Regions from separate parts of the Zea mays genome. Here region 2 is linked to region 1. A link is a contact called in public Hi-C data. All regions are on one chromosome and are shown on one strand. Each heading gives the region's core, a stretch centred on a gene start, on an enhancer-like site or on the middle of the called end of the contact. The rest is flanking DNA. Distances are from core to core; before and after follow the strand shown.

Region 1 (4,973 bases), core at 1,821-4,320:
CTAGAAGGAGGCACCAGACTGTCCGGTGTGCACCGGACATGTCCGGTGCGCCAACGGCTCTCTGGCTGCCAACGGTCGGCTTCGCCAGAGAAGGAAAGAAATCGGGCACCGGACAGTGTCCGGTGTGCACCGGACTGTCCGGTGCGCCACGCGACAGAAGGCAAGAATTGCCTTCCCAGATTGCTCTCAACGGCTCCTAGCTGCCTTGGGGCTATAAAAGGGACCCCTAGGCGTATGGAGGAGTATATCAAGCATCCTTTGAGCACTATTGATCACTCACACATCATTCTTGCGCACTTGTTCGACATTCTAGTGATTTGAGCTCCGTTCTAGTGTGCTAGTCTTTTGAGCTCAAGTCTGGGTCTTGTGTGTGCGTATTTGCTATGATCTTTGTGTCCTGTGTGAGTTGCTCATCCCTCCCTTACTCCGTGATTCTTTGTGAACATCAAAAGTGTAAGGGCGAGAGACTCCAAGTTGTGGAGATTCCTCGCGAACGGGATTAAGAAAAGCAAAGCAAAACACCGTGGTATTCAAGTGGGTCATTGGACCGCTTGAGAGGGGTTGATTGCAACCCTCGTCCGTTGGGACGCCACAACGTGGAGTAGGCAAGCGTTGGTCTTGGCCGAACCACGGGATAAACCACTGTGTCATCTCTGTGATTATTCTCTTGTGGTTATTGTGTTTTGCTAAGACTTCTCTCTAGCCACTTGGCGATTACTGTGCTAACGTCTAACCAAGTTTTGTGGCTTAAGTTTAAAGTCTTATAGGATCACCTATTCACCGCCCCTCTAGGTGCTCTCAGTTTGTACTCGTACCGTTTTTTGTATTTGCAGGAAAGACGGGAATGAGATGGTATATTGTGGGAACGGGAACAAAAAAAGTTCAGTGTTTTTCCATCTGTATTTACAAAATTCCGTTTCTGACAAGATATTCATGTTTTTCCGTTTCCAGAATTCTGTTTTAGGTGCACAAAAAACAACACATAAAAGTATTATATTAGCCTTACTCTATATGGCATGCCTGCATAATCTTTGATGCTGTCATATTAACATCTTATAACCATATAGAGTAATCCTTCTTGTCTTATGTATCCACAAGTTTGGGGTTCATCGTTGAAGAATGTTGACGAAAAAATGTTGCATTTGCGCAAGCTGTTGTTCTTTAAAAACATATGATTTTGTGCCAACTTTTAAACTTGTGAAGCTGTGATTTATAATGTCCTAAACTCTTAGTAGTTTGTTGAGTGATTATGCAATATTGCATATTTTGGACAAAGTTTCCGGTTACCGTCCATTTTCGTTACATATCCGTTCGTTTTAATATGTTTTTGTGTAAACGTATATCCCGCAACCGTTTCCGGCTATACCGCTCCGCTCCAGTTTTCGGTAAAAAAATGGTAACGGAAATGGGAGAGGATATTTTTAGCCGTTTTCTGTTCGTTTTCATCCCTAGGTACACGTGTAGGGGAGGGCAAAAGATGGATAAAAACTATTTTTAGTACCTTTTAGTAACTAGAGAACTAAAGTTTAGTCACCCTCTGTGGGGGACAAATATCCCCGAATCCACTAGAAGGCGAAAAGACCCTTGCATGGGCCACAGACCCGTCGCCTCACAAGGTCGCTTCGTCGTGGGCCGGGAAAAGACTGCAAATGAGATGGGCTGACCCAGGAGGGCAATGGGATCATGCCCGGATCATCCGTCAGATCGCGCACAATTTCAAGGAACCGTCCGTTCTCTCCCACGTCCGGCGTCCTTGAATATCGGGATAGTTCGGGATAGGGTCGATGAGTTTTCCTTAAGATAAGCTAAGTCGGTTCGCTATTAGTTAGGAGATATATTGGAAGAACGTGATCATCATGTACGTAGGGAGTATCCCACGGTCGTGTATATAAGGCCCAGGGGAACCCATCATTTTCATCTCTCTGGTTAGCCCTTCTCCATTCAGGAGACACCACTTGTAACACACCACATACATACCCATCCCAGGAAGTAGGGTATTACGCCTCTTAAAACGGCCCGAACCTGCAGAACATCGTCTCTCTCGCGTGCCCCTAGCACGAACCATCGAGCTACAGTCAACGACACCGTCCTACCAAAAAACACTGCAAGGGTATCCCTGGGTGTGCGGTCGGACTCTAAACATCGACACCCTTACACTCTTTACTTCTTTAGAAACTAAAAGCTACAGTCAAACGGGAGCCTTAATTGCACTGGCCGTAGTGTTGGTGTTAACCACAGATTTAATGATATTGTACACCGTCTTTGTTGGAGCAACTCCAATAGTTCTCTAAACAACTATCTAAATCTTAAATTTAAGAAGTGATCAGAAAACACATCTCAAGTCATTCAAATGAACTTGCTAAATTTAGTTACTTGCTATCTGACCCTTTTATTTTTTGAAATTGGCAACTCGATAGTAACTCTCTAAATGCAGCTGTCGTTGAATTTTTCACACCTACGTGTTTACTTTTCCCTTGCCCGCACAGCGAGTCCGACATGCTATTTTTTATTTCTCATATAGCGAGGCAACCAATTCCGACATGCGTGACACAACATTTTTCTTCATCAGACCATTGCTCTCTCACAAGTCACGTCACTGGACTATCGCTTTCCAACAGGTCACATCGTGTGACTTCTCTTCTGTCCTCGATGTCCACTACCTTCGACCCTACCGTCAATTAGATCCGGCAGGAGCAAGCCTACCAAAAACTAGATTCAAAATTAAACTATTATCTAAATATGAGAAATTATTGGAGATCAAACTGTTTCTTATTCTCAATAGCTATTTAGTAAGTTGGTAAACATAAGTTTGGACAACTTTTTTTAGAGAATTATTGGAGTGCTCTTACTATTTGAAACGAAAAAAAAACCGCGAACCGTGGTCCGTGGATGATTCAGAAGCCTAGCGCCACCATTCAAGGCTCCGTTGGGTTGGAAGGCTCGATCCACGGGGTGTCAAGGCCCTTTTCCCCGGGCAAGCTCATCGCGGGATTACGGCCTTAGACCAAATCAGCGCACCGTTTGAAGCCCAGTAGCCCACACGAGAGGGCAGCCCAAACTGGCCTCAGTCTTTTCCCTGTTTCCCCGTCCGGAGCGAGGCGAGGGGTGAGGGTGACGCAACCGAGCGCCGCCAACCGCGACCGCCTTCCTCACCTGTGTCACCTCCGCCGCCATCCTCACTTCGATCGCCTCTGCCGTCATCCTCAGCTTGTCCTGTCGCACTGCTTGTGCCGCACCAGCTTGTTGCCTTCCGCGCCCGGCTGCGCCAGCCAGGCTCGTCCGGCCCTCGCGCCGCTTACTTCTATTTTGCCCGGCCCCATAGAATTCGAACCGCAAATGAGACAGGCGCTACTGCAGCCGTGGGAAAGGAAACGCAAAACAACGCCAACGCCGTCTTCTCTTCCTGGAGGCGGGCCTGGGAAGGAGGTGGAGCGCAGCTGGCTCCGCTAGGGTTTCCCCTGTTCTCGGTGGAGGCGCCGCGCCTCCGGGACACGGGCTGCGTCAGGTGACTGCTGCAGGTATCTCTAGCGATTCTTATCGTCGCTCGACGTTTGTGTTGGGTAGCGTAAAGTTGGTGATTTTCCCTGCATGCCCAGCTATCAGGGTGATGACTTTTTCTAAGGTGGAAAAGGATAGCGTCATATGTGTTCCGCTGGGAGTGTTTCCGAATATTTTGGATCGGAATACCTCTAGCGTGGCATATTTTTCCCTCTCTCCGAGCAGGGTTTGCTCCATTCTAACCTTGAATTTATCATGCCAACTTCGATTCAGGCTCGTTGATGCAAGGGAGGTCAAGCCGTCTGTGATTCTCTTCCTGAAGTTCTATCCCGATGCCGTCCATCACGCACTACGTGCTGGATCGCCTCCTAGAGACACGGTCGCCTGTTCATGTCCAGAAGGTGGTTCCCAAGCCTCCGCCCCCGCCTCCTGACAAGGCCACACCGGTGCCAGTGTCTACTGCCAGGACACGGTCGTCGCTGGCATCACTCTATGCCACGCCTGAGAACACCACCCTGCCGGACTTGCCTTCCTCGTTCCCGGGAACCTGGTCGCCATACCTCATCAACCATAAGAGGCGGGGAGCCTCCCTTGCCAGGACCTTCTCTCAGGGTGATGCTGGGAGGGAGGTCAGCCAGCCAAACCTCCCTGTGATGCTGCCTGCTTTGCCGAGAGGGTGTGAACCCACTCAAGTCCAGGAGCCCGAGTTTGTGTTTCAGCAAGCAGGCAATGGTCAAGCTGAAGGTGAAAGTGCTGTAGAAGAGGCTTTGAATGGCAAAAGTGTAATGCTACAGAAAGGCAAGGGGTCTGTTATAGCTGAAATAGAGCAGGAGCAGCCTGAGTTTGAGTTTTGTCAAAGTCTTGAAGCATTAGTGAAGCCTGTTAATGTTAGAAGGCCTTTGAATGGTGAGGCACCCAAAATTTGTGAGAGTGACACCTTTGAATGGCGGAAGCCTAGTTCACCTCTTGGAACCTCTGTTGGTACACCAGGTGCAGAATTCTACGATGCATTTGAAGGTAAGAATCAGTTTGTTAAACTTTATTTGTTAAGTTATTTTTCCTTTCAGGTTTTGATGATATTAGACTATTGAAGTAATAATGAAAATAACCCTACTAGCAAGTCTATTTTTTTTTATAAAGACACTTCCAGCCTGCAAACTGTTCCTAGCTCACTACACCATAGCTTATCTATTAAAAAGCAGCTGAAAGGGTACAAAGAAAATTATGTAGCAACTGTGTTGGAAAAAATATCCTTGTCTTTGGTCCATTTATAAGATATAGGATTTATCATGTTTTGCTTTGGTTGTATATTTTGTTAGTGTATTTTGAAGTGATTGGTTATACGAGTTAGCCATTTCTGATATTCTTAAGCAGTTAAGCTTGGAACAATAGTGATCACAGCTAAATGTTGTTAGAGATATGCAAAAGTTATCCTGCATGTGATTTTCCCATTGTATGAGTTAGTTTCAAGCTTT
Region 2 (4,830 bases), core at 1,556-4,055, 370 kb before region 1:
GGGTTGGAGCATGTGCCCTCTGTTGGGCTATATGGTTAAGTCATAATGATGTGGTTTTTTGATAATGTACAAGTTTCCACTCCCTTTCAAGTCACTTTCAGAGGAACACATTGGACAAGGTTCTGGACACTGTTGCAGAAGGAGGAGGACAGACCTCAAGTAAAATGGGGCCGTCGTGTGCTTGAAACAACAATGATGGAGATCTTTTCAAATAATGGATGGTCTTTTTTTCATAGATTGAGAGCATAGTTTGAGAGCTTAAATTTATGAAACCTTCGTAGAATGTGAGATTTTGTTCTAATGTGGAACCCCATGTTTGTGAGTTTGACAGCCGAATGTATCAACCGATACAGAAGATGGCAGTGGCAGAGCTCCATAAAAATAACGTCCCAGGCCACTCTACAAATATAACGATGTACTACTCGTCTTTTATTTTTTCACACTTTATGGGTAGTAATATTTAAAACAATCCAGTGGAACTGTGGCAGATAGAGAAAGAGAATCAGACATTTGAGAACAATTACTCACAATAGAGGAGAATCACGGGCACATGGCAGTCAACACTCAACACACAACGCTCGCTGCTTAGGTGGTCACTGCCCATTGGCCAGGGAGGCGCTCCGCCCTCGCCCATGGGTAAGAAAAGTAAGGAAAATAGGTTGAGGAAGTTGTATAGTTTGGGAGATGTATTGGCAGGGCGGATTTGGGCGGTGGCATGGTGCTAGTGCGGACCGCACGCGTCATTGCTACAGGTTCGCAGGGACGTTGGAGGCGGACTGGCGGTGGCGGATGCCTGAGTCAGAGCCCGCCCGGCTGCCTTAGAGGTTGCTGCCTTGTTCCCTTATCGGATTCGTAGAGCCTGAAGGCGTGGAGAGCGATAGAGGACTGAATGGAGGCGGCCGCGCCGCTGGCAACATAGGAAACGCAGCTGCGCATGTTTGCGAAATAATTGAAAGAGTGTGTTCTCGTGGCTTGAGCGACTGAGGGAGGCCGCCAGCGCCACCAGACTCAATCGGTGCAGCAGGAGATCTTTTAGGCTGAAATGTATTTTGGTCTAGATTTTTTGGTTGAAAAAAGACCTATATATAAGAGGGTTTTTGGGCTGCGCCCTGGGCCACGGCCCAGGTGGCCCGAGGCCCAAATCCGCCCCTGGAAGATGGAATATTAATAATATTCTCATTTCTAAAAAAATTTAAGGCTAGTTTGAGAACACCATTTTTTTCTAAAAAATTTCTATTTGCCAAGGTAAAATGAACTAATTTCGCTTAAAAAACGAAAATCCTTAAAAAAATGAGGTTACCAAACTAGTCATTAATATATAACTTGTCCAATGGATAGACGGTAGACATATTTACATAATGGGCTATTGGATGCGTTTTTCCTTTTTTCATGTCATGAAATGGAATTTACAGAACCGTGGATGTATTAATGGATAACCCTTCTCCCACAAAAAAATATACTCACTTAGTTCTTTTTTATTTATCGTTGTTTAGTTTAAATATGAACTAGCGGACGACAAATATTCGAGACTCCAGATAGTATCTACAATAAAGTTGCCCATACTATACGTACTTGAGTCTTCAGGTTATGTGAAGGTTAATTATATGAGAGCCACGCAACGCCATTTTAATTATTGTATGTATGCCAAAGAGTACACAATAGCGGAATGGCAAATATACCAAATTATGAACAGCGTAACAACAAGATAGAGAGATGATCCATGACGATTGCGACGGATCGACCGGCGCTAGCAGTACAAAGCAAGCTACTAGACCATGCAAATGGAGAAGCTGAGCTTAGATCTTGCCGCGCGGGCCCGGCTGCGGCGGCTCCTGAGGTCCCTTCTTGATCGGCAGGAGGTCCGGTGACGCCGACGCGCTGACGTAGGCCAGAAGTGAGCCGCCGCCCAGCAGCAGGAACTTGAGCAGCAGACCTCTCTTGGTGAACGGAGCCGCGAACGTCTCGAAGAACTTGCTCTGGTGACGTGAAGAACGCATGCAGCAGAGAGATCAGATCACCCTAGCAAGTCTAGTTACCGCAGGGAATTGAATGGGTTGGAAACATCATGGCACCTGTAGCGGGTTGTAGGGCGAGGGCGCGTCAGAGCCGTAGAGGTCCCACTGTCCGGTGGTGTTGCCGATGTCGTCGAGGTCAAAGTAGACGCTCTTGTCGCCGTACTTGGCCACCACGGCGGCTGCGCGGGGCCTGCGGATGGAGCGGGCCGACGGCCTGGCGACGGCGAGCTTCCTTCCGGAGATGGAGCTGCCGGCGAGACCCTTGATGGCCACGGGCTTCACGGAGACGGCGGCGAGGGAGGCCATGGCGGCTAGCTAAGCAAGCTTGACGCGCGCACTGGACAGTGGCGCTGTTGGGGGTTGCTGGTGTCCCGGTGCGTGCGTACGTGCACGAACTTAATTCGGCGGATCGTATCGTGCTGAGGATTTGGGATTTGTGTGGGTGGACGCCTCGCACTCTCAGGCGCGAAGATGGCCGTGACCCATAGGGAGGATGCCGTGTGGCCTGCTCTGGATAGGCTTATCCTGATCTCCTGATTCTGATGCGAGCTGACTTGGCAATACCGACATGGAGCCAGGTAGGCTAAGCGAGGATCTGTTCTAGTGTTCTGCTTCTGCAGTTTTTGTTTGTGCTTGGGCTTGTCCGTCTTGTAGGCCGAACGGGCCTAAAACAGCCCATGCGCGACTTGTCGACAAGGTCCACACGGCCCACTGTGTCTATACTCTATACTGTACGGCGGGACGCAGCTGGAGCGACGGGACGAGCCGCACCCGCACCTCCCCGCGGACAGATCGATCCGTCCGTCCTCCGTCGTGTTCGTTCAGGCCGAGCGAGATCCACTGCTGACTGCTCACTGCACCGAACCGAGAGAGCGTGGCAGGCAGGCGGGCGGCCGATCACCGACGCCGACGCGGCGTCCACACGCGCCAACGGCCGAACGCACTCTCTCCCACCCCTCCGTCGTGCTCCACGGCCCAACCCAACCCTACGCACTCCTCCCCCCTCCCCCCCCGCAGCTACATCTCCCCTCCCGCTTCGCCAGTCGCCACCGCGCGGCGGGAGCTCGCTGAAGAGCTTCCCCCCTCTCCCCCCAGGCCCGCGGCGGCGCCGGCTCGGCCCCCGTCATCGCGCTATCGTAGGCTCGCGGGCTCAGCTGATCTGGTCAGCGAGGCGAGGTTGCCGGGGGGCCAGATTCCGCTCCCGCCCGCGCGTGGTCTGGGGTGTGGGCGGTGGATCGGCTGCGCGGGTCATTAGATCTATGCCCGAGATCTAAGGCGCCAGCGCCAGGTGCGGAGGCGGAGGCCGTGAGCCGGTGGCGGTCGGAGGCCGGGGACAGGGATGGCGTGGTGGTCCGGGAAGGTGTCGCTCAGCGGCCTGCAGGACATCGCCGGAGCCGTCAACAAGATCAGCGAGAGCGTGAAGAACATCGAGAAGAACTTCGACAGCGCGCTCGGCCTAGAGGAGAAGCGCGACGATGAAGAAGGTACGTACGGCACGGAGACAATAATGCTACGACCCTCAGTCCTGCCATTCGCCTAATTCAGTGTATTGACGGTGCATTGGTGCGTGGTTGTCTGCGTATTAACATTGCAACTGTTGATATGACACTGATAGGGTAGTCAATGGTGTTAGTGGTTATGTTTAATTGATATTTGACAGATCCATGTTTGCGGAGAATGACATGTGCTCATTGCTTATTATCATTGGACCGTGACCAAAAAATGCGCCTATCACCCGATCAATTTCTGCGTGAAGTCAAAATTCAGTCTATTAGTCTGTTGAATTCTGTGCTATTGAATGGTTTAGGCATATTTTCAAACCTATGTCCTCTTACAAGTGTTGGAACTGTAACACCTTTTGCACTCTGTCTGAGTTGCTGATATCTGTAGGACCGATTCATTTGCTAGTGCTGGCTAAGAGCTTCACAATGGAAGCATTGTATTTTTTGTTTAAATAAAATGTTTTTTGTAACGCAGCTACGTGCTCAAATAAAATGTCTTTTTTTGTAACGCAGCATCAGGATCGCGGACATCCAACTCTGATGGAATAGGATTCTTCAATCCTGTCATGGCTTTCATGGGACACAATGGTGAAGAAGATGGCACTGAAGTATCAGAAAAGCCACAATTTCCAAAGGATCTGTCAGTAGAGGAAGAAAATCATAGCACCCCAACTAAGAAACAGACATCCGAGGTAGATCATTCAGAAGTATCAGTAACAACATTTCCAGAACAGCCTTCAAAATCAGAAGAAGCTCATAGTATCTCCAATGAGTCACCTGTTTCTAAGGCAGATGTTTCTGAGCAGTCCATAACACCACAAACTCCAGCACATCCTTCAGTAGCAGAAGAAAAGCTTGATGGCTGCACTGAGGCACTTGCATCTAAGGTGGGTGATGATGAAGCATCAGAAACATCACAATCTCCAGGACATCCTTCAACAGTTGAAGAAAACCAGGACCATCAATATAGTAAACATTCTTGTCCTAGTGATGAAGCAGAGCCAAATCAGCTTAGAGAGTCTGCTGGAGACTTACCTGATGGTAGTGCATTTTCTTCGCCTATCAAAATAGATAAATCAGGTGACACCGAAACAGGTGAATCTATTGATACAGGAAAGGAAGACACATCTGATGGGAATGCCTCTCAGTCACAACCAGCAGAATCCATGCTAGCTAGTTCCGATAATATAACTGAAGTTGAGGACAAGATTGCTCAAGAATACAATGTCCCAAAAGAACTTAGTAGCCCACAGGAGAATTGCGATACAGTAGACAAAGTTACTCGTCTTGAAGTCAAATTACATGATGGCAAT

Evidence for each region. Hi-C and Micro-C count contacts between places; a contact is called where the count stands out from the background.
Region 2: a Hi-C map of ear shows a contact between it and region 1, with 1.7 times the contacts expected there. The contact joins the promoter of LOC103630722 here to the promoter of LOC100275574 in region 1. A contact is called at or near these places in 2 of 25 Hi-C or Micro-C datasets (ear and leaf).

Annotation. Positions count from the first base shown.
Region 1 is chr6:175,153,684-175,158,656 of Zm-B73-REFERENCE-NAM-5.0, reverse strand. LOC100275574 reads left to right here and starts at 3,070. Exons shown (of 4, transcript NM_001149625.2): 1 at 3,070-3,518; 2 at 3,772-4,515. The coding sequence starts at 3,831.
Region 2 is chr6:175,522,208-175,527,037 of Zm-B73-REFERENCE-NAM-5.0, reverse strand. LOC103630722 (golgin candidate 5) reads left to right here and starts at 2,805. Exons shown (of 19, transcript NM_001350839.1): 1 at 2,805-3,499; 2 at 4,031-4,830. The coding sequence starts at 3,355. LOC541685 (photosystem I H subunit 1) reads right to left here and starts at 2,432. Exons shown (of 2, transcript NM_001111435.2): 1 at 2,073-2,432; 2 at 1,607-1,976. The coding sequence starts at 2,321. The coding sequence ends at 1,797.